7 separate regions of the Mus musculus genome follow, and all the other regions are linked to region 1. Evidence: chromatin contacts called from public HiChIP or PLAC-seq and promoter capture Hi-C data. All regions are on one chromosome and are shown on one strand. The core of a region is the stretch at or near the end of the contact, and the rest is flanking DNA. Distances in the headings are between cores, read along the strand shown. Region 1 holds the start of Cop1 (COP1, E3 ubiquitin ligase). Region 2 holds the start of Klhl20 (kelch-like 20). Region 3 holds the start of Cenpl (centromere protein L). Region 4 holds the start of Zbtb37 (zinc finger and BTB domain containing 37). Region 5 holds the start of Cryzl2 (crystallin zeta like 2). Region 6 holds the start of Sec16b (SEC16 homolog B (S. cerevisiae)). Region 7 overlaps Sec16b (SEC16 homolog B (S. cerevisiae)).

Region 1 (4,208 bases), core at 1,247-3,746:
GGACACTCCTCCCTCTGCTTGACAGTGGCTAGGACTCTTTAAGCTCCTGCATTGCTCTCTCCACAATAACGAACTGTAACTGAAACTTCCAGCCAAATAAACCTTTCTCTTCTCTAAGTGGCTTATAGTCAAGGTATTGGTCACAGAAACAGAAATGAAAATAGGACACGCCTAATAAAAACAATTGCCAGCTGTACCTCGTTCACCTCCAGTAATACAGGCTACACCACAGACTGTGGTACTCTGAGATAGTTCAACAGTCAGTGCCTAAGTTATCTGTTTAATAATTGAATAATACTGATTTCTCACACCTTTTACACTATTAAACGACCTAAGGATGCTGGCATCTTGGTTTGAACTACAAATAATGGCCAAAAAGAAAAAAGCAAACTGTTTTACTAGTTTCTACCTTATCATGTGACACTATTGATTGGACAAGAATACAAACACCTCACCCAGGCAGTGGTGACAAACACCTTTAATCCTAGCACAAGAAGGAAGAGGCAGGAGGATCTCTGAGTTCAGGGCCAGCCTGTTCTACAGAGCTAGTTCCAGGATATCCAGGGCTACACAGAGAAACCCTGTCTCTAAATAAATAAATAAATAAAGCCAAACAAAAAAAGGAATGCAAACACCTCTTACACCCAACCATAAACTTCTTAAATTACAAATAACCACAGCTATAATTCTATTTCAACACACACACAACTTCTGAATCTAAACAAAAGCAAAATTACGAATTATATTAGTGAACAAGAAAGTGTAGCTAATACCTTTCTCAATGGTTACAATCTCTAAGCTTATCATCTTTAATAATACCATTTAAGCCCATCTTCTACTGTGATCTGAACTAACTTCCCCAAGCATGACTGTTCAAGCCAACTTCCTACATCATTAAGTCAAACAACAAGTTCCTTCTTAGGAAAGGCCCAGAATTCTACCAGTTTGTGAGCAGGAAATCTTCATTAAGCTCTCATAATCTTACCAGTAATATCAAAACCCAATTAAAATTCAAAGCATTCTTCAAGACAATCAGATTCATCTTTTGCTTAAAGTCCCTCTTAGATGCCAAATGCCTGAATTCTACTGTGTCGCTCAAGATGCCAGCTGTGATGCAATGACTGTAAAAGCGTTTCTCAAGTCAGAGATTCCAGTGTATACACAGCGCTGCGATCGTTCCATACAACACAGAAACACTAAAAATGTGTTTCCCTTTTTCCAACAGTTGAAACCTGGAATTGGGTGTGAACAAACTTTGACTACAAAATTATTAACAGTATTACAAGTGTCCTATCTATTCAAATTCATATTCCAACGCAGGATGGGCAAAAATAACTTCGTAAAGCATCACCAACCAGGTTTCGAGCACCATCTACTTTTTTACAATATAGTGTTGACCAGCAATCCCACACCTCAGAATCACCAGGCACTAACTAGTCTTCTACCTCCGAAAATCATGAACTACTCCTGACTGATACTTCGTCCACTAGATGGCCAAAAAAAGAAAGAAAACAAAAACAAAAACCAGAAGGGATTTAACCTCCTACCCCGAATACTTCCTTTCTAATAACCACTTACTGGACCTCCATCTTTATCCTTAAGCACTCCCTTAAATGCCTTCAGTTCCTGGACACCAGCACCCACTTCTGTGCAATCCCATTTCACCACTTTGCCTAAGGATCCCAGTCCAGCTCCACCTCCCAACCGGGAACCTTAACTCTGCAAACACTCAACTCTCTAGGTTCGAATCCCAGCACCTCCAACAGGCCTCCCTCCACGGGACCCCGCCAGGCTCAGCAGCAGAAACTCGTGGTCATGCACGCAGGGGCTGCTATGCAAACCCACCAGACGAAGTCGTTGCTTTTGTCCTCGTAGGAGTTGAGGAGCCCGTTACAAAGCGGGACGAGCAGAGGTCGCTTCCTACTGCTACTGCCGAGGCTGGAGCTGCTCCCTCCAACGCCGGCGCTGGGCCTGGCCGCGCAGCTGAGCCGGGACTGGCCCGCGGACACCGCCCCGCCGGCGCTCGCGCTGCCAGACACCGCGGCCGCCACCAGCACAGGCCGCCCCGGGCCGCCGAGGCCGCCGGAGCCCGCGGCCGGAGCCACGCCGCCGGACACCAGCGTCGCCGCCGAGGCCGCCACGGACGGCGGCGACGGAGACGAGGATAAGGACGAGGAGGCGGAAGTCACCGAGGAGGCGGCCGAGGAGCCGGGGCTCGTCCCAGCGGAACCCGAGCCGGCCTGGCGGCTACCTGACATCGTGACTCCCTCCCTTGGCCCTGCGCTCCGAGGCGAGGGCCCGGACAGACCGCGACCCTCCGCCGCCCCCGGCGCTCAGCTCCCGAGCATCCTGAGGACGCGCCGGGAGACGGGCCGGGGGAACAATAAAGTTAGGCTTCCCACCGCCGCCCCGCCGCCGCGTCCTACGCGAGGGGGCGGGGGAAACTATCACATCCGAGGAGCCATGACTGCCGAGGAGGCCGCCGGGGCAGCCAACCCGGGCGCGCCGAGGCGGTCGGGCTTGCGCATGAGCGGCGGAAGGGGCGGGGCAGCGGAGCAGCTGCGCGCGCAGGCGCCGGCGCCGGCGCCGGGCTGTACGGAGATGCCGAGCGTGTAGTTCTCCGAGTGGAAAGCTGATTTCCTTTCTGACGTAGTAGAGAGATGGCCGTTTTCATGGAGCCAAAGGGTGGAAGGGGAAAGGACGGGGAATCTGGTCTAGTGGACCGGGAACGCTCGAAAAGCAACTGCTTAAGCGTGCCCCGGGTGGACGCTGGCGGATTGCCCAGCTAAAACTGCGGCGGTACGGAGCAGTGGTGTTGCGCATGCGTGTGAGCGAGCGCGCATGCGGCTATGGATTATTATCTGGAAAATACTAAGCTCACTTGTGTTCTCTTGCGGCTTCGCGCTTTTTCCCGATTGTGTGGCAGGAATATAATTTGTTTTCGTTTAGATTTTTTTTTTCTGTTTAGATTTTGAAGTCCTGTTAGGAGGAGTAAGGGGCCAGGGCAGTGAAAAAGGGTTACAAGCCTTAGGTTTCAATCTGAAAGAGCCACAACGTGAGGACTTCCCCACGTTCTGACTCAGGAGAGGCGACACCCCAAAATCACCAACGAGAAACGGTCTTGCTGCAAATTGCAAGAGGATTTTTATTCAAGAGCGCTCTCGGCCCACGGTCATACACCACGCAGGGGTAGAGGACCGTGGCGCCCCGAGTAGCTGGGTTAGGGGGTATTTAAAGGAAGAAACCACAACTTAAGGAGGTGGGAAGGGCGTTGTTGGAAAATACCAAAAATACCAGTTAAGAGTCACAAGGAAGTACAAAGTCACAAGTGTCAGGTTATCTCTCAAGACAGTTTCTAAGAGCCCCTAACAATCTAAGAGCCCCTAGCAATAGCACCTTTGCATAGTGGGTTCCAGCAATGGTCAGGGTGACTTTCTTTGAATTAACACTCTTTGAACCCAGGAAGCTGATGGGTGGAGGAATGTTGATATCTGTTTTATGATTAGCATACCTTGGAGCATTGAGTCACAAAGGCAAAATTCCCAAGCCTGGGCCCAAAGGCCTAGAATTTTGTCTTTATTACTCTTTCAAATCAAACATTTTATAGTACCAGAAATTATTTGCTTCTTGTCCCTGATGTCACTTATCTAAATTATCTCCAACCTTTTGTAAAACCTCATTGATAACTCCGTCTTTGTTGGCATTGAAGCAGCAATACTCGCCTAGTTCCCCTGGGAAATGAAAACTAAGTCTAAACCTGGCCGGTTTAGGAGGACAACTTTTGTCAGAGCCTCTGTCTGGACATGAAGCAGATAGAATTCAACGTGTCTGATGTCTACCAGTCTGATGATGCATCTGTTGTAGGCTCCTTTATCCTCTGATTAGGGATACAGTACTTAGGGCTACTGTCCTTATTCCTTCTGTCACTGGACCACAGAGAGCGGCAACCCAAGGGGGAATAAGAGATGGGCACCTTATGGTCCTGGATAAGCATACACTTGGAGTATATACATAAAACTGGATTATTATACACATTCCTAAGTGTTGGGAATTAAATCGCTGTAAATTTGGAACAGTTGTTAGAAACTCTGTACTCGTGAAATAATCCACGCAATATAGTTACTGATAATCACACCAATTAAGCATATTAAAAGTTTTAAGTCCTTTTTATTGATGGCCAGATGGAGAGTGGTCTCATATCTTTGAAA
Region 2 (4,208 bases), core at 678-3,177, 1.9 Mb before region 1:
ATCTTCTGTTTCTCCATCATAGAAACCTATGTGTTGTGATAACAAAATAGCTACGACTATATACTTTATAAAGAAAAGAAGTTTGTTGATCTCATTCTGGTGACTGGAACGTCCAAACAACATCATGTTGAAGAACCACACCCCATCCTTTTAATACATTATAATAATCACAATGGCAAAAAAGGAGATGGCTACATGCATAAGGTACCAATTACTGGGGACAAAGAACACCAAGGAATATCTTAAGTGCTGCCAACCATATTTTCCCTGATCACTGAGACCAGATATGGATTCCCTGCTACATATTTTCTTAATGCAAATCCTGTACATCACTTTCAGATATACTGATATTGTAATTAAGCAACCACACAACTTGTGTTTTAATTTTATAATGTCTATTTCCTCAGAAATGAAGATTTGACAAAACCAAGAGTCTCATGGGTCTTGTTTACAACTAAGCCTTGGATTCTATGTCCTTTAAACATGACAAATAGGACACTATTTCTCATCAAATGTCTAAAAGTTAAGCTCATTGGCCCCCAGAGTATTGTTTATTGCCCCAGACTCACACATTATAAAACCAGTTCTAAGTATATTTTCAACTAGAAATTTAGGATCCCTAAGAGGACGCCTATGGGATTGTAGGAGTTCTATAATAATTGGAAATGCCAGTTTTTTCATATGTTTATTTTTATGTATACTTTGTTAATTGGCATAAATATGAAGAGCTGATTCACACTGAACTCCTCCCCTTTAAAAAGAAACAGAGTAGTTGAAGCACAAGCCAGCTTACAGTGGGTAGTAGGTTAAGAAGGAATCAATGGGTTAAGAATAGGAAATATTACTTTCACCCTGGCTTAAAAGCCCATTTTAGTTACTAGCATTCCTTAATGTTTTTATAACTCCCTTGCTATAGAACTGTATAGCTATAAAGAATTAAAATCATGACTCATATTTTGGAAGAATCTGAGTCACTTTGAAGATGACTTTTAGACAATCTACACAAAAGAAACCTGAGAGGTGCACATATAAGATGCCATTTCAATGGATCAGAAAAATGTACATCTAAACTATTTTATACCCATCAGATTGGCAAAAAATTAAAGTTGAAAGTACCAATAATATGGACCAACGAGAATCCTTGAACCTTTCTGGAGGAAGATATAATATAATTGTGGCCAGAATCTAGAACCATTGTACACGGCATCAAGTTGTGGCTCTAACCCTTACAGGCTATGCTCCGTAGATACCCTTACCCTTTTGTAAGTTACATAACGCTTTGGTACCGACTGGAATGGCACTATCTGAAACATAATGCTACCACCATTTGGAAAAATGGTAATAAATCCTTCAATAAGAGAGATACTAGAACTGATAAACTAATACACAATGTTATATGCTAAGTATTTGATAATAAATGGGGTATCCATAGCTGTTACTAGTACATATATTATTTACTTATATATCACTGGTACATATGAAGAAAAAACTTGGCCAAATGACAAAGTGTATCATAGAACTAGAATTAGAAGTTGAATTTAAAGACCAATCATTCCCACTACAAGTTTATTAATATGAGGTATATTTCCTATCAAAAACAACTGCACAGAGTCTATAGATGTCAAATAAAGTTCAGCTAAAGAAATTTTGGTTAATAATAGCCTTGTATAGTTTTCAATACATCAGCAACAGACTTTTAGTTATATACTCAAAAATGAAACCCTCACCTCATACATATTTTATTTGGTTGCTCTCTAAGTATATTGTAAAAGTCAGATCGACTAATGGTACCAGTCCTGGGAAACGCTCAGCGAAAGGCACAGCTACTTCCGGAGCCATGACGGAACTACTTGCCCGAACACGTGCAGTTCCGTGGGAAGGATTTAGCCATCGGACCGCTTCCTGTTTCTGGATCTGGGCGGGTGCAGGGAAAGGAAATCGCTGCAGGAGCCGCATCCTGCCTGCGCTAGCGGCTCCAGAGGTGGAGGCAGAGAGGGCGGAGAAGGCAGAGAGGGTGCCGCAGAGAGAAAAGTGTCAAAGCCAGTAAGTCAGAGCTCTAGAGCACGGGATGGAGAACAGAGCCCTAGGTCTCGCTTTGCAGATCTATGAGCTCAACTTGCCGAACTGCCCGGCGGGGTCAGGGCAGTGCTTTCTAGGCTGCCTGTCAGTCGTGCCTCTAAGGGACGGTAGGGTTCCTCGGTCGGGCCTTTCAGGGCTCCAGGCTGCGCTGCTGCTGGCTGCCCGAGGTGTCTTGAAGCCAGGGCAAGGCTGTGCAATGCTTGCTGGGGACGCAGGACTCCGCATCCTGGACAGCTTCACTTGGAATTCTAAGGGAGCGAGCACTCTGCCTCCCATTTTCTCTCTGGAAGCCAGCAAGATCCTGGCGGTGAACAATATTTCGGCGACTAAGACGAGAGCTTGGGAGAGTTGTAGTCTAGAACTACTTTCCCTGCCCTTGTTCAAGCTGCCCGGGCTGGGCTGGTCGGAAGTGGAGTTGTTTTTAAAGGCAACCGCCTCCGGCCTGCTTGTCACTTCAGAATAAGTTAACAACCTTCGGATTCAGTGCTAAAACAATGCTTTTCCTATCCGAGTCACTAAATTAGTACTGCTGCTGGTATCAAGTGATTACTCTGCAAATATACTTGATGGTGAAGTTAAAAAATCAAAAAACTCCCCAGGTGCTTCTTGAGCAGAAAACACCAACTAGCGATCATGACTATTTTGATCCTGACTGCTTTCCCAGTCACCCTCACATTCACATATAATCTGTCACCTTAGCATCTTTAGTTAGTGATAGTCCTCTTAAAGGCATTACATTATGATTGCGCATCTACGCAAAGATTACATTAGGATGTAAGATTCCTGATTACAGACGAAATGAGTGAAGTGATTATACAAGTTGCTGGAGAACTCGAACAGTTTTTAGTAAGCTACTACTTCTCTCTTGTTGAAGGTACGGCTTTAGAACACGGTGAAGGATACTTTTCATGGTGCAGGGAAGGAAAGCCAATGCGCAGGTAAGCCTTTTTAAGAATATGAAACATTGATTTCAGTGATTGAAATTAAGCTTCTACTAACAGTGCATCGTTTACGATTATTTATTCACAAACCTTAACAAATCCTGCTTGGAATTAATCGTTCTTGTTTCAAGTAAATCGAAACTAGTAATGTCAGAAAATAGCAACTTCGTTTATTTGGTTGTGTTGTTTTGTGTTGTCTAGGGATTTTTGGGTTTCTTTGCTCGTTTGTTTGCTTTGAAACAAGAACTATTATGCAGTCCTAGCTGTCTTGGAACGTGCTATGTAGACCAAACTGCCCTCAAAATCCGAGATCCACCTGCCAGTATCTCCCAAGTGCTGAATTAAAAGGTGTGCACCACCATACCCTACTACAGCTTTATATTTTATATGTAGGAGTTAGATTTCTAAAGAGTTTGGATTTTCTGGTTCTTAATATTTAAATCTGCCTTTTTGCATAGTAGTTTTTTGTTATCCATAATCATTAAGTGTGAAATTTTGTGAGCTTACTATAAATGTAATACCCTGTACAATATAGAGGAGTCTGTTGCCAAGGAAAAGTAGTATTTGTAAGATGCTGTACTGCATTCCCAGTTATGGTTTGATTATTTTACTGGGGTTCATCAATATGCTTACTAAAATAGCTGCATTACAGTAAAGCTTAAAGACTAAAATAGATGTAGAAAAATAGAAAAGTATGTAGTGCCAGTCTGCCTTCCTCCAGAATTTACTAATGCCTTTTCTCAATCTGTCTTAAGAAATTGTACTAGAATCTTTATTGAAACAAGTCAGTTGTATTTATTCATTGTTTAGACTTGTATTATGGTTACAAACTTATTTTGTCACATGTCACTTAACATCAAAGATAAACAACACAGAGACCCTCATAGAAAAGAGGCATCCCATCATAATAAGGACAGGACTTAGGACTAGGAGGAAGGCTGGACGTGGCCTTGCAAACCTGTAAATCCCAGCACCTTACAGGCAGCGGCAGCAAGATCTCAAGATGAAGTTCAAGTAAAGAGTGAGAATCGATGTCCTTTTCAGATTTGTTATTGATACATCAAGTGGCTTTGAACTGTTGTGCTTTCTCTTGTCCTGTTCACTTTGCTGCTGTGTGTGCCCATGATACAGCATTAGGAAGTACTCATGACCCTATAGTAAGAAAATATTAGATTTTAACATACTAGA
Region 3 (4,208 bases), core at 686-3,185, 1.8 Mb before region 1:
ACTGCACCCACACCGCACACACCACAGTACATGCACACACACAGAAGTATTAAAAAATAAAATCAAATAAAAAGCACCACAGACAGGGATGCAACATTTAAATAAGCATTTTTTCATTTTCCCACAGGCATAAAGTATTCCCATGATGTGAGCCTTGGCCACACTCCTGGTGAGCCTCCCACTAATGTGCACCTCAGTGGGTTTAGGTTAATGGCCCTCCCTGTCTTGTCCTTTCTCGTTGCTTTCAGGTGGTTTGGATTAAGAGTCCCACCTCCTGTCCTGCCTGCTTCCAGGACTTACAGAAGGACCTTCAGTGGGGGTCAGGAGGAACCAAGAACTGGGGCTGCTGCTACCAGGAGAAGTTCCTTCGGCTCTTATGCCTGTGGAGGTCCCAGGCCAACTTCTGGAAGACATCTTTATCTTTACAGACACCCTTGGCCTTCTCATCAGAGCAGTATTGGGTTTGGCAGGAGAGCTCCTAGTCTTTTTTATTATTTTTGACTTTACAAATTCTTCCTGTCCATAGCAGCCATGCAGGTCCCACTTATCCGAACCCCTCTGTTAAAAATCTTCCATCAACTGAACTTTCCTTCAGAAGGCAGCGTCTTCCCTCTGCCACCACCTCCTCCCGTTCTTCTCCCCACTTGTTTGCTATTTAGATAGGAGTCTTCATCAGTTCTGTTTATACAGAATCTTTCTTTAAAGTAGGCTAACTAGTACAATAACTGCTAAGTATACATTACTTTTCAGGCATGTTTGTAAGCACTTAACAAAGATTAAGCCTTTAACGAATATTCTTTTGTTTGGGGGTGTTTTGTTTATATCGAGTGACAGTCTCTCTGTGTAGCCCAGGTTGGCCTAGAACTCACGGCAATTCTCTTGCCTCAGCCTCCCTAGTCCTGGGACATATCTGGTACTACTGTTCACTCCTCAAACGACCCTATTAGTAAGTACGCTGCTATGTTGCCAGGTGACTGGAGGGAAAGGTTCTACGAATTTCTCAATTCTTCGCCTCCTTTGACTCTTATGCCCGTGGCAAAGGGTCCTATCAGCCTCTTTCTAGTATCCACGGAACTATATCTCTCATCAAATTCTCTTGTACTCAGTTCCTAACACACAACTAAAACTCAGTAGTTTTTCTTGTGGTTAGTCCATGAAGAAAGTCCCTGAGTTAGTCACTGCAATATTGCCACAAAAGTCAACCCACTGCTCCCATACTAACGCTCACGTTGACGTTAGCTTCCGTTTGTACACATCTTAAATACACAAAAGCATTGCAAAGACAACAGTCACACAACAGAAAGAAATGCAGTACACGGCCAGTCGAGGACCCAAAAGCTCTTACCAAAACTATGTCGTAAAGACACTGTCATCCACTCCGGATTCACGAATCATCCTTCAAGTTTTGCTCCAAGACTACGTCGAGACGAAAGGTTTTGGTTTTTTAAGAAGAAGAAAGTGGCCAAAATGACTGCTTAAGAGAGAACCGAAGCAATCCCCGGTGAGTTCAGAAGAGACATCAGGAGTCCTGGAGTGAACCTAGCTTCCCTCAGGCTCGAGCAAGACCTGCGACTTCCCCCGGGAGAGACAGCTCGGCTTCCCAAGCTGCCCGGCTCTATGATCCTCGCTCTTCGGAAGCTGGCGCCGGCCCACGAAAAACAGGGAGTCCCCAAAGACCCTTCTCCGGAGCTCTCCGGGGATCAAAGGTAGACTTGAAAGTTCCGCTCGTCTAGGCGCTTTTCCACACACGCCACGCCCTCCAGTTTAAAATCATTTCCCGACTTGCCCTGCGGCCGACTCGGAAAGCCTCGCCTGTGGCCCTCCGATTTCACGTAACTGAAAGCAACTGAAGTCGTCATTTTAACTGAGGGCAAGGCTTGGAAGGCTTCAATCAATAGCCTCAAATTCCCAATCCCCTATTGCGCCGCGTTGTTCTTCCGTTTTCCAACCGGTGCGAAACTTTCCCGCATACTGCCGCCCACAATAAACATGGCGGAGGCGCCCTCGTCCTGATTGGCCGGAATCCTTGCGTAACTTTGGCGCTCGCCGGGCGTCAGAGGGACTGGCTTGTGGATGTGGTTTGTGTCTGGGTTTGAACCTCAGAGCTGTTTGGATTTGTTCGTCTTCACCTTTCAGGAAAATCCAGGATGGGCCGCCAGGTTTGGGAAAGTTGAAACACGAGGCTGCACCTCCTTATATTTCTGCTTATGCCCTGGTCACCTTCGAGATACGTGGGAATAAAGGGAGGACGCGCGCCTGGTGGCCGGCCTTCCGGCTGGGGCGCTCTGGCACTGGCGCTGCTGTTGAGGCATCTTCGGGGCTCAGCCTTGTTTAATTAAAGTGGGAACTGATGCACTGAAGGAAGCAAAGGCTTTCCCCCTACCCACTCACCTAAGGTCTCTGGAGACCTTGCAGGTCAATCTACTTTGTAGATACTAGAACGTTCAGCGGAGCAGGGTCTGGATGCATTTGCGTGGGAACTAGAATTTTAAGGGTTCCCAGGTATTCCGAAAACCGAGTTTTGAGCACCACCACACCTGCAGCGTGGGATTCGTGATTGTCTCTCCGGATCCCGGGACTTCAACATGTATCTTGGTTTTTGGTTAAGTCGTCTATGCAGGGGTTTATCCAGACCCATCGGGAAGACCATGCGGCCAATCTGGGGTTCTCTTTCCAGAAATCTGGCGTTGAGTTCACAAAGAATTCCAGGTGAAGGCAGCTACGAGCTTCCGCCTGTTTTTGACAGCTTGTTTCCCTGATTCTAACTGCATTTTAATACCAGGTCATTCATTCTCTTGATTAGTTATAATTAAGGTCCCCCCCTTGATTATAAAAAAAAAGTAGATAGCCTGTGTAGTGTATACTATTAGTAGAAAAACTAAAGTAATAATTTAAATAAAATCTTTTCTAATAGTTTATTGATTTACAAATGATTGTTATAAACTATACTTGTACTAAAGTTAAATACTAACTGCACTGTCAAGCAGGTAATTTCTAAAATTATATGTCACTTACCAAAATGGACAGCTACCATTTTATGTCCCTTCAAGTGCTAGTTTATGTACAAGGTTTAGATTTTTAAACAGAAGGCAAAATTTTCCTTTGGGGCAGTTATTTGCTTGGGCCTTGACACTTGTGCAGGTAAACACAATAGGGATATTGTATAATCTAGGCTATTTTATAAACTACATCAGACCTACAAGATGGCTCAGTGGCTTCAGGCACTTCCTGCCAAGCCTGAGTACCAGAGTTGACTCCCAAAACTCACACTGTGAATGGAAGAAGAGAACAGAATCCAACAAGTTGTCCTCTGACTTCCACAGGGGCACCGTGGCATGTGAGCCCACATACCTGTGGGTACGCACACATAAACACACACACACACATCTAATTTAAAATTTTTACAACTTCACCCATTGACCTGAAAGAGCTGATACATCATGAATGGAGAGTATTTTTAAAGAAAACTACAAACATTCTTACTGATGCCTTTTAAAGTGCTTTTTCCTTCTCTTCTTAAAGAATTCAGTAGCTTTGTTGCTCGGACCAACACATGTGGAGAGTTGCGTTCGTCCCACTTAGGCCAAGAAGTCACTCTGTGTGGATGGATTCAGTACCGCAGGTAAACTGAAGAAAATGGTTCAGGAATACATGGAGGTCGTTTTCCCAAATAGTTCCAACCTTTGCTAGTTTTTATCCAGGCAGAGAATAATATTTGCCACTTTTGTAATTTCTCGGAAGTCACTGCCTTTTCCGTTCTGTTTTGTTTTGAAAAAGTCTAATAGTGTTATTCCCAGTAAGTACTAATATCGGTTAAAGGGAATAACGATAAAACGTGACCCACCGGAGGACTGAAATAATCCTGAGCAGAGTTTACAAAACTCATAAGCAGTAAGTGGGAATAGACTAGGATTCTGTGAGGCAGCTATGAAGCTGCAGAAGCATAGGAAAACAAGTTTACTTCATTCAAAATGTAAGTAAAAAAAAGCTTAAAACTGGGAGCAGTCATCCATTAGGCTCAAAGCCCATTCATTGCTGTGTTTCTTATTGCTCCTCTCTTCTGTTCTGAAGCATACTAGCATATTAACTCTCTAAAGAAGTTCAAAATGTGGGTTGATGTTTGTCACATGAAAGACGCTACCTTGGCTCTTAGAGTGTTCAGCATGCTGGATGCAAACATTAATTGTCTTGACAAGAATCATGTTCTT
Region 4 (4,208 bases), core at 491-2,990, 1.8 Mb before region 1:
TTGACTTACCATTTCATTTTCTGGTCTTCTATTCTAGCACCTACAACAAACAAATAGTTAAAGCTGCCCGGTTAGGCCCCTGACTCAGCACTTAAGATGGGGGAACCAGAGTCCACCAAATAGGGGGTAAATGCGTTAACGACCACTAGCTCCCACATATCAAAAACCAGCCTCCTCAGATACGCAGAAACAATGCCCTGACTTCAGACTTCCCACCCACTCCTCTATCTACAATTGCTCTCAGGGAACAATACATTCAATGTGTGGGTTGAGGGATCTTTAGTGCTCATTTGCCATTGGGTATTCCTTGTAATGGGACCACATGCACACACAAAATTGCTTACATTGCGCTCGCTCTGTTATCCAGCTTCCTGACGAGTCCTGGGGGGGGGGAATCTTTATGTAAAAACTGCTTACTCTGTAAGTAGCCCCCAAATCATTATTTTGTGTGCCTCAGTTATAATCATGGTGGTTTAAAGCTATCGTCACCCCAGCTGTCAAGAGTAGCAAATATGATGTCATCATTGTGGCACTGTCCTTTCAACCTAACTTCTCATTACTATTCAGTACTCACCTCGTAAGCCTTCATCCTCCTTTGCCACAGAACTGGAAATAAGAGATGTGAACAGTCAGTCCCCTTCTTCACGGAACTAAACCCTTTCCAGTAGCTGAATTAAAGCCTCAGAAAAGTGTTTTTCAGAAATCCCTTCTGTCCACTACTCTCATACCATCATGGGCTTTGTGGTCATTATGTTCTAGTCATGCCCCTCCCCCACTGAGTTACCTGGCTGTGAGATCCCACAAGATGTCCCATCACAGAGGTCCACACTGCCATTCCTAAGAAAAATGTTAATCTTTAGTAGTTCTACTTCCACAAAATGGACCTGTCTTACAAAGAACTCCGTCCACATAGGCACTGTTGAGTTGCACATATCCAGCAGTTACATATAAGTCTCTAATCCAGGTACTTCCCAAGAGCAATCGTCCTCTTTGTTAGTGACTAAGGCCTGCTGGCAATCTCTAGCAAAAGCCTTCATCCCATGGTGATCGCGAAAGAAACACCGCGTGGCTTCGCATTCCACCCCCGTTGAACCGTGCACGAGGTGACTCAGCATGCTCTGCCATCAGAATCGTTGGTATTCATCAACAAGCTCAGTTGTCCCTACCAACATAGCCTTCATCATAGCATGAACACGCATGCTGAGTCGTCTTTGTCTGGTGTCCAGACCAAAACCCAATGCTATTTTATGTCACAAATACACGCAGAACCAACCTCCTAAAGTTTCCAGCTTGTGCCCTGAACTAAGCTCACCGGCTGCGCCGGGAATCCCACCAGCTTCCAGTGCTTCAGCCTCCAAGGCCCGAAGCCATAACATACTCAGGAAATTGCATACCTGCTCAGAATGCCGCACAGCTCCGAAAGGCTGAGATGGCGGCTGAGTCGAGTATATAAGGTCTTCGTGACGTCAAGACGCAAAGCTGCTTGCTGCGTCCACTTAAACCCCGCCCCTCACACGCCCTCAGACTCCTCCTCAAGCCCCACCTTCTTCAGGCCCACAAAACTTTCCCTCTGGCCACGCCCCCGAGAGCCCGGAGGGCGGAGTTGCCGCGGGCACGATAGGCCCGCCCTCCGCCTCCCTGAGGAGTACAGGCTGAGGGGAGGGGGCTCCTGCAAGGAAAGCGCTGGGGGTGGGGCGGGGTGAGGGTGACTGATTTCCTTCCGGCACGTCGCTCGCTCCGGAGGAGGGGGCGGGGGGTTTCACTTCCGGGACGGTGTTCCGGCCCATTCCGGCCCATTTCCACCCCCGGAGGTAGGTGCTGCTCCTTGACTGGGCTCGTTCCCCGCACCCCCGCCCCGTTAGCTCATACCCGACGCTCCCGGGCCGCGTCTGGGTTGCAGCCAGCTCCTGCGGCGCTCAGTCGCTGCCCCACCTCCCCTCCCAGCACTCGGCGACCTTCCGCCCCTTTGGCTCCGGGCTGTCGAGCTCGCGGGCCCGCCCCCTTGGCGAGCCCCTCCCTCAGGACCCCGCGCGCGCGCCGGGGCCACACCCAGACACACCCCCGCCCCGGCAACCTCCGCCGCCCTAGACCGATCCCGGGGCGCCGCCCCCTTCCCGGTCCCGCGCCTCACCTGTGCGCCCGCAACTCCCTTGCCGCGGGGCTCTGCTCCTGTCGAGCTTCCCGGCATCTGTGCCACCTCCTCGCTTAGCCAGGTCCCCCTTTTCCCATGCTTCTTGACACTGATAGAGGCCTCCCCAGTACCCGACTGGCCAACCCCAGCGTTCCCGATTCTCCCTTTTACAGCTCTCGCCCCTTCAGTGCCGACGCTAGAGAAAGACTTTACTCCAGGGGCTTCCTCCTCACTGGGGAATCGCTGGAAAGAGCAAACAAAAAAGGCGCTGGTGTAGGCTCCAAAATAAACATCTGAATTCGTGATGGCATCGACAGAGGCACTTAATGGATTAAAAGTTTCAAAACAAACAATAACGCTTTGGAAAAAGGTCAGATTGGTTAAAGTTGCGTCTTGAAAGCCGTGTTTGCACTTACCTGTTTACTCAATAAGTGTATTGTAAATGCGAGGTGATAAAGTGAGCTTGTCCGGACTACTTCCTGGTGTGCTGTGTAGTCTCATAAATTTAGAGAAACATTGGATGCACGGTGAGCCTAAATCCTTGTGGTATACTGGAACTACCCTCAACTAATTAAGACTATTTGATGCAATTGCAGTCTTTGTGGTGTGAAATTTCAGGCTTTATTTTTGTCAGCAGCTGTGGGAAACCAACTTTCCCAGTCAAAGTAGCATCACCACTTTGGAATACCCAAGTTTCAAGTTTGTTGGGGAGAAAAAGTATTACTTAGTTTTTGCTAACTCTGGCAACTAGGCCACAAATTCTCTGCATGTGAATTGAATGCTGACAGGGCTGTGGAATGTTTCTCAGAGTCACCTCAGAGTCCCATATTCAAAAAGTGGGAGCTCAAACTGGTAAGCTTAAAAATATGGGCCTAATCGGGCATGGTAGTCAAACACCTCTAACACGAGCATTCTTTAATCTCAGCAGAAGCAGTCAGCTCTTTTTGAGTTAGAAACCAGATGGTCTACATAGTGAGTTCCAGGAATAGCCTGGGCTTCATAGACCCTGTCAAAAACAAATATCTGGTGGGTGGCTTAATTCTAGCATTCCTGGAGGTAGATCGCTAAGTTCCAGGCTAGTCTGGTCTACTGAGCAAGTTATAGGGCATCCAGAGCTATATAGAGGGACACTGTCTCATGGGGAAAAGTAGTGATAATAGCGACCATTCATGTAGGATATTAGACTTTATACCCAATCTGTATGTGTTTGATGCCCCTTCTTAGTGAACTCCTGTCTTTATTTTATATAGTCTACTAATAAAGTATGGGCATAGCTTGAATTTTTCGCAGTGTAGCAGTCACTTTTTTGTGTGTTAATTACATTTTACAGTGAAATCTAAAATACCTTGTACCAGGCTCGGCAGCTTACAGTAATCCTAGCACTTAGGAGGTAGGATCAGGAGTTTGAGGCCAGCCTTATTACTAACAAAACACCTGCTGGCAATTCTGTTTCTACATCCAAACATAAGGAAGATCTCTCTTTCTATATGAAGAATTCTTTTTTTCTCCCTGAGACAAGATTTCACTTATTTAGCCCATACTCATGATTCTCCTGCCTCTTCGGTTTTCCAAGCGCTAAAATTACGTATGTGTAGCTGGCACTCATGGAAAGATTTTCCATTTGTAGGGATGTTTGAACTAAAAAGCACAAAGGGAGTCAAACTAGTACTAAGACTGTGCTTTGCTCTTTCAGCAGGGTTGAATGTCTGCCTGTGCTTTCAGGCATGACCATGGAGAAAAGTGGGAACATACAATTGGAGATCCCCGACTTCAGCAACTCTGTTCTGAGCCATCTCAACCAGCTACGAATGCAAGGCCGGCTCTGTGATATTGTGGTCAATGTGCAAGGACAAGCTTTTCGGGCTCACAAAGTAGTACTGGCTGCCAGCTCCCCTTATTTCCGGGATCACATGTCCTTGAATGAAATGAGTACTGTGTCCATTTCTGTCATCAAGAACCCTACTGTTTTTGAGCAACTTCTTTCTTTCTGTTACACAGGGCGGATATGCCTGCAACTAGCAGATATCATCAGCTACCTAACAGCTGCTAGTTTTCTGCAGATGCAGCATATTATAGA
Region 5 (4,208 bases), core at 469-2,968, 1.8 Mb after region 1:
AGAAATTCAAACTTCACCTTGTGTTGGGGTGAAGTTTGCCCTTAACGACAGCACTGAGAAGACAGAGATGGGCAGATTTCTATGAGTTCCAGGCCAGCTAGGGATACATAATGAGACTCTTGTCTTAAAAAAAAAAAAAAAAAAAAGAAGTTCCAACTTTGAGGCCACACCCCATACTGACTCATACATGGGAAGATAGGAGAGGCTCAGCAACCTGTCTGAACAGGCCCAGAGAACTCTGGTGCTCATCAGAGAATGCAGCCCACAAGGGTGGGGATCCCAAAAGGTGCCAGCTGGAATCCCAGATCAATGTGCTCTACGTGTTTACGTTTACTGGAGAGGTGGCGGGTTGGTTAGAAGCCATTCTTTATCTATCAAAATCATTCATTTCTCAGTTCTTTAAGTATGTGCCACATGCCAGGGCCCGTTGCAAACTCCAGGGATTTAAAGGCAAAGAAAAATAACATAAAAACACTCTCAGAAGCTAGCTCCTTACAATGCAAACAGCAAAACTGGGGAGCCCATGCCTCCGCATCCAAAAACTGGAGTACTTATTGACTGGTGGATAGCATGTCCACTGTCCTCAAGACACTCCACCTTGGTTTAAAAACAACTTAGCCAAGAGTAGGGAGGCATTTCTGCACTCCGGAGACTGACACAAGAAGACTGTAAGTTCAGTTCCAGCCTGGATGACATGGTGTTATCCCAGAAATGAATGACTCAAGATGAGGGAAGTTGAATGGCTGTGATCACCCTCTCTTCCAATAATCTGTTTTAACCACAGGCCCCATTTGGGTGACCTTTACAACTGTAGCTGCATCTCTGCCTCTCATGAGCGACCCCTAACATGAAGATACTCTTGCGTACTCCACCCTGTTTCAAATTGTCATTCTCTACTACATATGTGTCACACGCTGTCACCAAAGTGGTCAACAGGCAAGGCCAAGGTGACTTCCACATTTCCTGGCAGGAAAAGGATCTCATCCCAAATTACAGCAGGACATAAGAGGAGCCCAGGCTTGTATTCTTCATGAGATAGATTGGGATGGGGGCAATGGTTCGGGGACCCGTACATAATTTGATACTGACCCTGAAGAGGGGCTAAGCAAAGGATAAGGGTCCTTTTGTCTGTATTGTTATGTAAAGTCCTGTGTAAATCAGACACAGTTTCTAAGGCAACGGCTCTGGAGCTCTCTGAGAGGCCTATGCTTGAGATTTGAGGGAGGGCTTCCTTGACATTTCTAGCCTTTCCGTGAACCTTGAAAGGGCTTGACCTTCCAACCTAAAGTGGGTGCGCTCCAGCCTCTGGTCGCCCCCTACGCTTGGGAACTAGGATTTTGACCGAAGCAGGAAGCCCACGAGTGCTGGGCCGAGAAAGTCAGAGGCTCTGAACTATACAAGGAGGCATCCCGGGGTCAAGCTTGTCACCCTACCTCCTGTGGCCCGACGGGGCGGGGAGCCACCTCTTGAATGGTCAGGGGCTGCTTCAACTCGGTGCAGAGTGCAGCTCGGTAGTGCCGGCCTTGGCCCTGCCAGGCTTGCCTGCAACAAAGAAAAGGGAGCTGGTTTTCTCAGCAGTACCCCTGGGGTCTGTAAGGGGGCCGGGGGGGGGGCGGGGGGGGGGGGAGTTGGGCTTGCACCTGCAGAGCCACACCGGAGGGAGGCAACGCGTACACAGCCTTGCTGCCATGGCCAGCTGAAGTCGCGAGGGGCGTGGCCAGCATGTGGCAGGAAGAGCTCTGGGGAGAGCGGAAAGGCGTCCCAGGACGTGCCTGCTCTGGCCGGGTGACCTGACCGGCAGGCGGAGCTCTTGTCTGTCTGTGCAGGGGACTGTCAGCCCCACACCACTTCTAGGGTTAGACCAAACAGTGTGTGCAACCCTTGATCTCTTCGCTGGTTCTGGAAAACAAAAAGGAAGCATGAGGGAAATGATTCGATCACCCCAGATTAAGAGTCTTTGAGACAGGGTCTCATTAGGTAGCTCTCACAGTGTTGACCAGGCTGGCCTAGAACATGTCATCTTCCTGCCTCTTGTTTCCTGAGTGCTGGAACTACAGGGTGTGCCTGGAAGACTATTAAATCTGTGTTTGGTAACATTTCAGTAGTAGTTCTGGGGTTCTTTCTAAGAAAGAAGTCCAAAATGCACAGGTGAATCCTTTGATGTCTACATTTGAACTGCTAGAGTTCTTGCCACTAATTTTCTCACACAGGACTAATTATGATAAAAAAAACTAAACTGTTACCAATAGTCTGGTGTTAACTGATCCTGAACAAATCCAAAGAGAATATCCAATTAAAGACAAGCCAGCTGGGCACACGCCTGTAATCCCAGGGCCCAGGAGACAGAGACAAGAAAACTGAACATTCGAATCAGCCAGAGCTACATTGTAAGACCTGTCTCCGATAAAAATAAAAATAAATTAACATGATGACACATGCCTTTAATCCCATCACTCAGAAGGCAAAGATAGGTAAATCTTGGTAAATTTGAGGCCAACTTAGTCTACATAGCCAGTTCCTGGCCAGCCAGGACTACATAGAGAAACCCTGTCTTAAAATATTAGTTAGTAAAAAAATAAATAAAAAGTCAGCCCAAAACTTAATGACTCTCATGCTCCAAAGGTTTACCCCTTGGTAAATGTGATTCAGTGATGACATAAGCCTTAGGGGCACAGGTATGCCCTAGAAGAACCAAAAATAATACTACTGTCTATATGAAATAGTATATAAAATTGCTTTGGCATTGGCAAGATAACTGAGTGGGTAAGGGTGCTTGCTATCAAGGTTGATAAGCTAAATTCAACCCCCAGACGTCACATGGTAGAAAGAGAGACCCTACTCCCAAAAATTGTCCTTTAACCTCCAAATGCTGACCTTACACATGAACCATGTACATGTATGTACACACACACACACACACACACACGTTAGTATTAGATGTAGATCTATCTGACCTATTTAAAACAGCAAGTGACTATACGCCAGCAATGTATGTGAGGTACATGCTATGCTGGAAAGAATGGAAGACTATATCATTGGATAAATAGATTTAACGACAGCATGGCATCTTTGGAAGACATCTGGCCAGAGGGTATAGGCCACAGGTTGAAATCCAGTTCTACCACCTCTTTGGCCACCTCCCTAATGGTTCTCGCCCTCAATTAACTCTTCCATAAGAGAAGGCATTGAGCAGGAACGAACAGCAATTGAATGGAGGAAACTGTAAAGCGAAAAGGAAGGATGCATTTCTGAGTTTATGACCTAAAGGCTTTGAGGGCTGAGGAACCCAAGAACAAATAAGCCCCTCAGGTGTGCAGTAGGCGCTGTCATCATAATCGTACCCGTTGGGAATTTTCAGCTCCACATACAAACAACCGAAGGGAAGCAATGTCTACAATGGGAGATGATTTCTTTTAAAAAACCCATGGCTCCAATGAGACAGGCAGGAAAGCACTCTGTAAACGGCATATAAACCAAGCATGTAAGATGAACTTGGGACCTGGAGATGTAGCTCAGTGCTATGGTGCTCACCCTGGCAAACTAGAGGCCCTGGGTTCAATCTCCAGCAATGTGAAAAAAAGGAAAGATAGGAATAGTGGAGAAATCCATGTCACCACCAAATGGTCATCCTTAAGCCTGTAGTGTAACTCCAGAGTAGAGCACCAACCTAGACTGTAAGGCCCTGAGCTTGATCCATAGCAACGGGGATGGAGGAGGGAGTTCCTGGTTGCCAGGAAAGCCAACAGCAATAAATCTCTAACTTATGAAGTATGTAATGATTGTTTGTTCTGAGTATTAATTGTTATTGCTGTGTAGACCAGGCTGGCCTCAAACTCACAAGAGATCCAACTGGTACCTCCAGAGTGCTGGGATTAAAGGTATACACCACCACACCCAGGCCTAGCAACCATTTCTTAATCTTGTTTAATTTGTAGGATCTGTATAATGCATAACATTTTCAGTATTTAATAGATATGTACCTAATAAATTATTGAACGAGAACTCAGTTATCTAGTATTAATTTTCCAGGTAATTGGAAATAACACTAAGTATTAAGTCTCATATTTGTAATTAAGTGCTTTTACAGAAAGGTTTTCATGTGCAAGTATATGGGGGTGGGGGGGAATGTATGTGTGGTATAAGTTCATGTATGTACAAGGGTGAACATGTCTAGGTTCACACAGAGGCCAGAGAAGGATGTTAAGTAT
Region 6 (4,208 bases), core at 1,062-3,561, 1.7 Mb after region 1:
CATATACACATCACACACATACACATCACACATATAAACATTACACACATACATCACACATGCATATCATACATACATACACCCATACCATACATGCACACGCACACACACACCACATACATCACACACACATTTACACATACACACTCAGCAATTTAAGCCTTTATCTAAACATGGTAGTTGATGAGAGTCTGTGAAGAGAGCAACTATGGTTTTCAAAATTGTCTAAAACAAACCATATGAGCACAGACATAGAGGAATTTTTTTAAAAAAAAAAAAACCTCAAACAGATACATTAAATAAATATCATCCTAGACAATTAGATTGATGCTGACTAAAAAATTAAGAAAGTACATATGGAACAACAGCTGTGGGTGGCATGGGAGGCAGATAACAGTCCTTGGTGCAGCTTCAAAATGCTATCAAGGAATCCCAATTAATGTTTCCTCGTTTATCCCACCAGCAAATATTTATATAACACTTAAAACGGACGTGCTGAGGTATCAGAAACAGAGGAAGCCTCCTGAGGAGCCAGTCAGGGTTCAGATTGTTAAAATGTCTCCTACCGGACAGATAATTTGTTTACTCCTCAATGTCCTTTCCCATGGAGATGGTAGATACTATGGGCTAGGGTTTTGGGACTAGTGTCAAAGTTAAACATGACATGGGAAGTGCCTAGAACTGCCTAGAACATAGTAATTATTCAATACATCATAGTAAGTACCTGTGCAAACCAAGGTTAGGATAGTGTGAGTGACTGAAGGCTCTGTGGGTCTAGGGAGATAAGTCACTGGGTTAACCAACTGTTTCCTGCATAACCTGAGAATCTGAGTTTGTATCCCTCACACTCACATGAAAGGCCAAGCCTGGTGCTTCTGTAACCATCAGTGACCTTCAGAGTCAGTGAGAAAGATGGAGTGCAACAGAGGAAGACACTCAATGTTGGCCTCTGTCTAACCTACACACACACACCCCACAAATGCACCCATGCACACATATATATACATATCTCACTTACACACCACACACGTGCACATGTATGCATCACACACATACACATACATCACATATGCACATATCGCACACATACACACATCATGCTTATACACACAAATCACATATGGACACATACACACATCATATATGCACACATCACACACATGCACACACACACACATACTGTTTCAATTGACCCCTTGACAGACTTCTCTTCCAAATGCTTTCTTTAACCTCCTCTAGCCCTCCCTCTGGGAGAACCAACAGGCACAGTTTGTGGCTGCCGCTGTGGAAAAATGGAGAGCTAGGTCTCCCAGCTCTTTCTGACTGAAGTTGTGTAGACCTAGAAGTTTCTCTCACACCTGACTAGTCCCCACACATTCCTCAAGGTAAGAACTACCTCCAGGCCCTAGTGTCTTTTTCCAGTTCCCCTGCTTGCGTGGCAGAAGAGCACATAACAGAGGGAAAGCCCACCCAAGCCTGGCTCCTGTTCAGAGCCTGCTGGATCAGCAGTGTACGCAGGCAAGGACAGCTGCCACCACCCCTCACTTCCCCTTGGGAATGTTGAAAGCGATGTTGATTCTAATCGAACTTGTTTGCCTGTTCTTAGTCTGGAAGCTTCCAAGTTCATCTGAAACTCTTATCAGGTCAAAAGGGCATGTGGTGAAACCAAGATCACCCTGTTTGAACACCACAGAGCCAGGGTCCAGAGCAATGAGCCCGGAAGTGAGAGACAGCAGGAGAGAGCAGGCAAGAGGAGGGACTGCTTTCAAGGCAGACATAACACAGGACCTTGGGCCTACCTCTCTGTGCCAGCTTACTTCCTTGAAATACTCAGTCGTATTGAAAACTTTGCCAGCAATTCCAGGAAAGGCTCAATACCCCTAGTGCCATACAAGGATCCTTTGTTAAAGCCCCATGAAACACAACAGTACTTGAACACAAGTAAGAGAACTTGAAAAGTAATTGATTCACTTGTCCCCAGACTTTTCATTAGGTATCCTAGCCCCGACTACAAAGGCACAATACCTGATCATTCTGTCACCAAGAGTCACCAACATCAGTAGGTTAAACTCTGAGTACTCATTTTCAAACCTTTAAGAGTCTCAGAATGAAGTAACTGTGTCTATAATAACAGTCACAGCTTTGTATGCACAGAAGTGAACCCCCGGACTCAGCAAGGCCAATAGCGCCCCTCCCACTCTGATAGCCCAGCCAGCCCAAGGCAAGGAAAAGATGGGTGTCGGTGCCCCCACACACCTGCTTTGATGGCTCTCCACCTTCCTTCAGCGTGGCTCCAGAGACCTGCCGGGACTGCTTGCTCCCCTCTTAGAGACTGACAAAGTCCAGGTGCCACATCTACCGAGACTCACCTGGCCTTCAAATCTACAGCCAATTACTTACCTTTGCAACTGCCCGGCCTCCACGGAGCTGATTCATTAGGGCAAAGTACAGTGGAGCTACAGCAGGCTGGGACAGCCCTGACTGGGCATATTTGCTCAGAACCTGGTAGGGGCTGGTGCTTTTGTTTACCTGGTCACAGACTGAGCCAGCTACACTCCTATGAAAATACATCCAAACCCCCTACAAACAGCAAAGACGGAAGAGGGACGGAAGAGGGACGCTAGGGAGAGGAAGCCCAGAATGGCCTGAGGCAGCCCGATGTGTTGGGACGGAACGTCACTGCGGACTTGTGGCTCTGCCAGTAGCTGGCTCTGTCACTCAGTGTTCTCTGAGCCTCAGTTTCTTTTTCTAACACTTAGCTGACGAGGCTCACTGAGAGGGGAGGAGGTGGTAGCATACATGAGCTGCAAGCAAGTGCATGCATGCTAAGAGCAAGCGCAGTCTTCACACACTGAGGCGGTGGGGAGGGGGGCGCGGGGCGGTTAATACCTAGATTGTCTGGTCTGGGTTTCCCTCACCCATGCTTTTCCCCACTGGGTGCTTGTTGTGCAGTCAACTCTGCTTTCTAGCCGAGGGGAAGACTGGAGTCCCAATGTTGAACTGAAGGCACTAAAAAAGTTTTCTCTCTCGAGGAAGGGATTTCTCACATTTGAAAAATACATTTCTTCATGCTACTAAAGTAAACATAGGCTGCGCTTTCTCCTTTGGGACGTACATTTTACATTTTAAATCCTCCTCTAGATGGGTTGTATTCTTTCAACAAATGAGTTTGTTTTGTCACACTACATATTAAACCCAGCACTCCAGCAAGCTGAGACAGAGCCTGCCCACCGTGCTGTAGCCTCAGCCCTGTTTTTTAGAAGGAAGTCTCACTAAGTTGCCCTGGCTGGCTTTGAACTCACTCTATAAACAAGGTAGACCTTGAAGTTGCTATCCCCTGACTCCCCCCTCCTGAAGAGCTACAATTAGAGGCCTTCACCACCAACCCCAAATCAACGAACTCTTATCTGAGTTCCTGTTATGTGCCAGCATTTGCCATATATAAATATGAAAAGATATTGTCCTTGCTTGCAAGCCCGTTAGAACAAGTTAGCCTTTCATGTAGTTCCTGGTCCAGGAGAAAATGCCATTATCAGTTCTTGTGGTCAGATAGCTAACGTATCTAAACCTGGAGAGTTTCTTTCCTAGCACCAAGCAAATCTCAGACTGTAGACAGCGGTTTCTTACCACGCTAGGCCGTGAGGACTGGCTCACCAGTGGCTTCGATGATGCTTTTGATCTCCCTGGGAAGAGGCCCTGGAGGAGGACACAGACATTGAAGGCAGGAATCAGAACACTGTTAATTATCAAACAGACTCTACGTTGAATTATGTTTTTATATATCAGAATTCCGGTCATAAAACTCTGGCATAAATCTTGTTGCTTAAAGATGACAGCATTAGACACAGTCTATCACAATGGCTATGCTCCTGGGGTGCTAAGTGTAAAAAGAGACTTAGAGAGCATCTGAGTAACCCGGGGATCCATCCCATAATCAGCCACCAAACCCAGACACTATTGCATATGCCAGAAAGATTTTGCTGAAGGGACCCTGGTATAGTTGTCTCATATGAGGCTATGCCAGTGCCTGGCAAATACAGAAGTGGATGCTCGCAGTCATCTATAAGATAGAACACAGAGCCCCCAATGGAGAAGCTAGAGAAAGTATCCAAGGAGCTGAAGGGGTCTGCAACCCTATAGGTGGAACAACAATATGAACTAACCAGTACCCCCAGAGCTCATGTCTCTAGCTGCATATGTAGCAGAAG
Region 7 (4,208 bases), core at 824-3,323, 1.7 Mb after region 1:
AGAGAAAGAGAGGGAAGGAGCCCATCACCCATCTCTGCTTCCTGGCCGTGAACACCAGGCCTCTAGTCACATCTCAACCGTCTGCCGTGACAGACTGTGTTTCCTAGAACTGTGAGCCAGAGAAACCCCCTTGCTTAAGTTGGTTTGGTCGGCCATTTTGCCACAGCAGTGAGAAAATGGCTAACAGCGGGTGAAGTACAGAGTCTGGTGCCCAATAGACATGGGTCCCCTTTCAAGCAGACAGCTGGGTCACAACCTTACAGAGGGCTGCTTCAAATTCAGAAGAGCAGTTGTTCACAGCGTTCCACAAAGAACACCATGGTTTCTAAAAGTTAGACCAAATTTGTGAAGTAGAGATCTGGATATCCTGTAGACATTCCACACTTGTAAGGCCCTGTTCTCAGACAGATAATAGAAATAAAGACAGAAAGCTACCAAGGTGGTTTAGGCAAAAGCAGCATTTCCCATCTGAAGTCCCCGAGGCAAGAGGAAGTGGCACGCCCCTGTGTTAGCTCAAGGTAAAGGCACCTCACCTGTAAGTAGAAAGTGAAGAGGAGGCTATATAGCAATGGAAACACAACGCTCCCAGTGGGAATTCTGGGAAACAGATATGGAAAAACAAACAAACACACAAACATAGCAAAAGCAGATGAAGGTACCTTTCCCTGGGGTTTCTTAACCAGGAGGCTAACAGCGGCAAGATTACAGTTATAAAGTAACAACTAAATAGTTTTATGGTTGGGGTTGGGGTGGGGGTCACCACAGCATGAGGAACTGTATCAAAGGTGCTAGCATTAGGAAAGTTGAGAAACACTAGGAAACACTAAACTAATGTCAGACATGGAAAGTTGCCCCAGGGAAGGCGTAAGCCAATTTCTGCTTACCCAGGGTATCCCCCATGCTGACAATCGCTCGCTGGTACAACTCTGTATCTCCAGCCTGATTTGACAGGATCACAGCCAAGTGGGGCCGCCAGTCTCCCCACTGTTTGTCTCCACAAACCTGAAAAATAATAACGAATTACAGAATCATTTACCACAAACCAGGGTGTAGTTAAGAAGGCTGCTGTTTATTCGTAGGTATGGAGTTCAAGGAATGTCTGCTATGCTATTGATGCTATTATTCAGTGTGTGTGATGCTAATACTCATTGATTCGGAGTTCCATCTGCCTGAAGCAGCAGGTGTGTGGCACAGAACAAGTTGGCGGCCCACACCTGTAAACCTAGCACTCGGGAGGCTAAGAGGGCATCACGAGTTTGAGGCCTGTCTGGACCAGAATGAGACCCTGTCTCAAAATACAAATAAAAAGAGCCAGGTGCTGGTGGCACCGCACGCCTTTAATCCCAGCCCTTGGGAGGCAGAGGCAGGCGGATTTCTGAGTTCAAGGCCAGCCTGGTCTACAGAGTGAGTTCCAGGACAGCCAGAGCTACACAGAGAAACCCTGTCTTGAAAAAGCCAAAAAATAAAAAAATAATAAATAATAAAGAGAGGGAAAATAATATATACATACACACGCACACACACACAGAATCACCCACACACCCACACATACAGAGACACAAAAATACATACACATATATACACTCGCACACAGACACACATAGAAACATAGAAACAGATACACAGGCATATATACATACAGACACATACACACAGAGACACAAAAACATACATACAGACATACAAACACACATATAAAAAAACACAGACATACACACATATACCCTTACACACATAAACACATACATACACACAGACAGACACACAGAGAGGGACACACACACACAGATACACATACACAGATACAAACACATACCCACACATACAGAAACATAGACACAAAAGCTCACAAACACATACAAGCCCATACACATGTATATCACACACAGATACACACTAGTTATAAAAGTGATAAATAAGGTGGAATTATTAGTTTACTGATTTTCCAATTTCTTCTCTGTGCCTTCACTTCAATTATCTAGAGACAACGTCCTCCCCACACCCTGCTGTCCCCACTGCAAAACAACTCAGGTTTTAGTGAGAAAAGGGAAGTGAAAGATTGATCTCCCTTGCCCATGCTAACCCTGTACAAAGGTCAGGGATTCGGGTTGCTCAGTATCTTACAAGTGGCTAGTGTGTCCTGGTCTTATAAGGCCCTTCCACACATGGCAACCTTCATGATGCTGCTGTGAAATGGCTTCCTATTACCACTTAAGGAATGAGAAAATCAAGCCAACTTTCAATTCCCCTCTCAGCCTGGTGACAGTGCAGTGGCCGTGGACTCCACCATGCATCGGGAGAAAGTCATCAGCCCTGTATAACTGAGGCGACCCACACACAGCGCTTGCCTTGGGTTCAGATTTCACATGCCTTTGACCCATTTGGAGTTAGTTTTTGTGTAAGGAGATAGACACTGGTCCAATCTCATTCTTCTGCATGTGGGCATCCAGTTTTCCCACTGCCACTTGTTGACGATGCTTCCTTTTCTCCAGCTTATGTCTTTGGCATTTGTGTCAAATATGAAGGGCTGTAGTTAGCTGTGCTCATGTTTGGGTCTTTGATCTTGGTCCATTGTCTTAGATGTCTGTTTTTGTGCCAGTACCGTATTCTTTGTACTACTGTGGCTCTGTAACATACCTTAATATCTGGAAAGGTGAGCCCTTCAACATTGTTCTTTTTGCTCAGGTTGCTTTGCCTATCTGGTGTATTTTGTGTTTCCATATGAATTTTAGGATCGTGTCTTCTATTTTTGCAAAGAATGAGGTGGAGATTTTTACGTGGATTGAATTAAAATGTGAACGGCTTTTGGTAGCTTAGTCATTTTTGTGATATCAATTTTATTAATCCTTGGACATGGAATATATTTCCATTTTTAATATCTTTCTCTTTCTTTGGGTGTTTTAAGTTATTCCACCCAAGTCCTGTCTCATGCTAGTAGTGTGAACTTGAGCAAGTCTTTAATTGCACTGAACCTTTGTTTCCTCGTCTCTAGAACAGAGATCATCATTTGTACCTGAGAAGATTCCCAGCGACAATAAAATGAGACAATTATATGAAGCACACAGCACAGTTCTTCACACTTGGTTTGCACCTTATAAATTTCACAATAGGCATGAACACACATTTGTGTGTATACATTTATATATACACACACACAACCTCAGTAGAAGAAAGGTAATTTGCAAACAGTCTACATCAATCCTGTTACACAGAGGGAGAGTGAAATTGACAGTAATTGCTAACACTTAGAATTCCCAACTATTTGTAATTATTTAGTGTTTATAATCATCACAAGGAATAAAGGATGCTTTATCCAACTCCATGTGATATTTGCTCCCTATCTATCTCAACAGTATATATCATAATGGTGGTCATAAGAAGTCATCAGAGTAATAGTTTTACTTAATGACAGTGGCTTAGACCATGAGCCACACCCTTGGCTAAACATTTCTCCTGCCAACAATCACACACCACAAGGACACTGCTATCCTCGCTTAAACATATAAGCCAGGCCATTTCTTGCTGGATCTTCAAGAATATAACAGAAGGGGAAGTTTTCTTACAAAAAGGAAATAATCTTGGAAGTCATCCTGTTTCCTCCCTGGTTTGGAGAAAGACACGGGTAGTATAAAGCCAATTGAGAAAGAGAGATGGGGAGAGGGAGAAGAAGAGAGATAGAGAGGCAGAAAGACAAATAGACAGTAACAGCAGAGAGAGAGAGAGACAGAGAGAGAGAGAGAGGACTCATTGACTAATTTTCTTGATGGGATGGGAATGCAAGCATGGTGGGTTCAGATATTCTCACCCATAATTCTATTGGCTGGCCATCAAAATCACCACAAAGAGAAAAACTGTTATTAAGTAGCAACCAAGTCTGCCTATCAGTAATGAGCAAAGTCAAACTTAGACGTGGAATGAAGCCCACATCTGTGCATCCAGTGGCCATGTTTCTTCCATGACACTATCCATGTAGAAGAAAGATGGCCTGGTATTCAATGTGAAAGGACAGAAAGTTCTCACACTCTAAGATCAAATACTGAACTGGTGCGTTGCCTGCAGAGCCTTAGTCTCCCATCTAAGAGCAGGGGAGATTAGCTAACTCCACCTCATCACGGAGGCCCAATGGACCACAGGCTGATTATATCACTTCCTCCATTAGGTGCTCCGTGACATGATGCAGTTTTATTGCAGCACTGAAGCTTCCGTTC

What was found. Promoter capture Hi-C pulls out the DNA fragments that hold promoters and counts their contacts. HiChIP or PLAC-seq counts read pairs in DNA pulled down with a chosen protein or histone mark. Capture Hi-C pulls out chosen DNA fragments and counts their contacts.
Region 2: a contact with region 1 is called in a promoter capture Hi-C map of pre-B cells. The contact joins the promoter of Klhl20 here to the promoter of Cop1 in region 1. A contact is called at or near these places in 3 of 39 promoter capture datasets (cranial neural crest, hippocampal neurons and pre-B cells) and 1 of 115 datasets of contacts at active chromatin or transcription factors (astrocytes).
Region 3: a contact with region 1 is called in a promoter capture Hi-C map of liver, with 2.4 times the contacts expected there. The contact joins the promoter of Cenpl here to the promoter of Cop1 in region 1. A contact is called at or near these places in 3 of 39 promoter capture datasets (the C10 cell line, liver and pre-B cells), 1 of 115 datasets of contacts at active chromatin or transcription factors (astrocytes) and 1 of 9 other capture datasets (liver).
Region 4: a contact with region 1 is called in a promoter capture Hi-C map of neutrophils, with 3 times the contacts expected there. The contact joins the promoter of Zbtb37 here to the promoter of Cop1 in region 1. A contact is called at or near these places in 3 of 39 promoter capture datasets (the C10 cell line, neutrophils and pre-B cells), 1 of 115 datasets of contacts at active chromatin or transcription factors (astrocytes) and 2 of 9 other capture datasets (adipose tissue and liver).
Region 5: a promoter capture Hi-C map of the C10 cell line shows a contact between it and region 1, with 3 times the contacts expected there. The contact joins the promoter of Cryzl2 here to the promoter of Cop1 in region 1. A contact is called at or near these places in 3 of 39 promoter capture datasets (the C10 cell line, hippocampal neurons and liver) and 1 of 115 datasets of contacts at active chromatin or transcription factors (astrocytes).
Region 6: a contact with region 1 is called in a FOXA1 HiChIP or PLAC-seq map of pancreatic cancer cells. The contact joins the promoter of Sec16b here to the promoter of Cop1 in region 1. A contact is called at or near these places in 8 of 39 promoter capture datasets (the 3T3-L1 cell line, 3T3-L1-derived adipocytes, frontonasal cranial neural crest and 3 more) and 1 of 115 datasets of contacts at active chromatin or transcription factors (pancreatic cancer cells).
Region 7: a promoter capture Hi-C map of liver shows a contact between it and region 1, with 4 times the contacts expected there. The contact joins the enhancer-like site here to the promoter of Cop1 in region 1. A contact is called at or near these places in 5 of 39 promoter capture datasets (the 3T3-L1 cell line, hippocampal neurons, liver and 1 more), 1 of 484 Hi-C or Micro-C datasets (hematopoietic stem and progenitor cells) and 1 of 115 datasets of contacts at active chromatin or transcription factors (large pre-B cells).

What each region holds. Positions count from the first base shown.
Region 1 is chr1:159,230,488-159,234,695 of GRCm38.p6, reverse strand. It overlaps Cop1 (COP1, E3 ubiquitin ligase), which reads right to left and starts at 2,496. Exons shown (of 20, transcript NM_011931.4): 1 at 1,846-2,496. The coding sequence starts at 2,258.
Region 2 is chr1:161,129,198-161,133,405 of GRCm38.p6, reverse strand. It overlaps Klhl20 (kelch-like 20), which reads left to right and starts at 1,927. Exons shown (of 12, transcript NM_001039482.1): 1 at 1,927-2,043; 2 at 2,954-3,017. The coding sequence starts at 3,010.
Region 3 is chr1:161,068,494-161,072,701 of GRCm38.p6, reverse strand. It overlaps Cenpl (centromere protein L), which reads right to left and starts at 1,935. Exons shown (of 5, transcript NM_001159930.2): 1 at 1,346-1,935. It overlaps Dars2 (aspartyl-tRNA synthetase 2 (mitochondrial)), which reads left to right and starts at 2,042. Exons shown (of 17, transcript NM_172644.4): 1 at 2,042-2,709; 2 at 3,523-3,622. The coding sequence starts at 2,586.
Region 4 is chr1:161,032,381-161,036,588 of GRCm38.p6, reverse strand. Zbtb37 (zinc finger and BTB domain containing 37) reads left to right here and starts at 1,740. Exons shown (of 5, transcript NM_001356489.1): 1 at 1,740-1,811; 2 at 2,305-2,501; 3 at 3,828-4,208. The coding sequence starts at 3,856. Gas5 (growth arrest specific 5) reads right to left here and starts at 1,988. Exons shown (of 11, transcript NR_166052.1): 1 at 1,870-1,988; 2 at 785-837; 3 at 575-606; 4 at 345-381; 5 at 10-40. LOC115487643 (a small nucleolar RNA gene) reads right to left here and starts at 1,195; the gene lies at 1,116-1,195. It overlaps LOC115487678 (a small nucleolar RNA gene), which reads right to left and starts at 739; the gene lies at 678-739. It also overlaps LOC115487638.
Region 5 is chr1:157,456,078-157,460,285 of GRCm38.p6, reverse strand. Cryzl2 (crystallin zeta like 2) reads right to left here and starts at 1,718. Exons shown (of 10, transcript NM_001033284.2): 1 at 1,641-1,718; 2 at 1,434-1,542. The coding sequence starts at 1,690.
Region 6 is chr1:157,524,273-157,528,480 of GRCm38.p6, reverse strand. Sec16b (SEC16 homolog B (S. cerevisiae)) reads right to left here and starts at 2,311. Exons shown (of 26, transcript NM_001159986.1): 1 at 2,257-2,311.
Region 7 is chr1:157,547,801-157,552,008 of GRCm38.p6, reverse strand. Sec16b (SEC16 homolog B (S. cerevisiae)) reads right to left here. Exons shown (of 26, transcript NM_001159986.1): 13 at 885-1,002. Among named protein-coding and RNA genes, the nearest start is that of Sec16b, 24 kb to the right of the region's middle. Within about 2 kb of position 2,073, at least 13 of the 459 cell types and tissues checked have an H3K27ac peak or open chromatin away from gene starts, as enhancers often do. A contact at or near this core is called in liver, where this site is marked.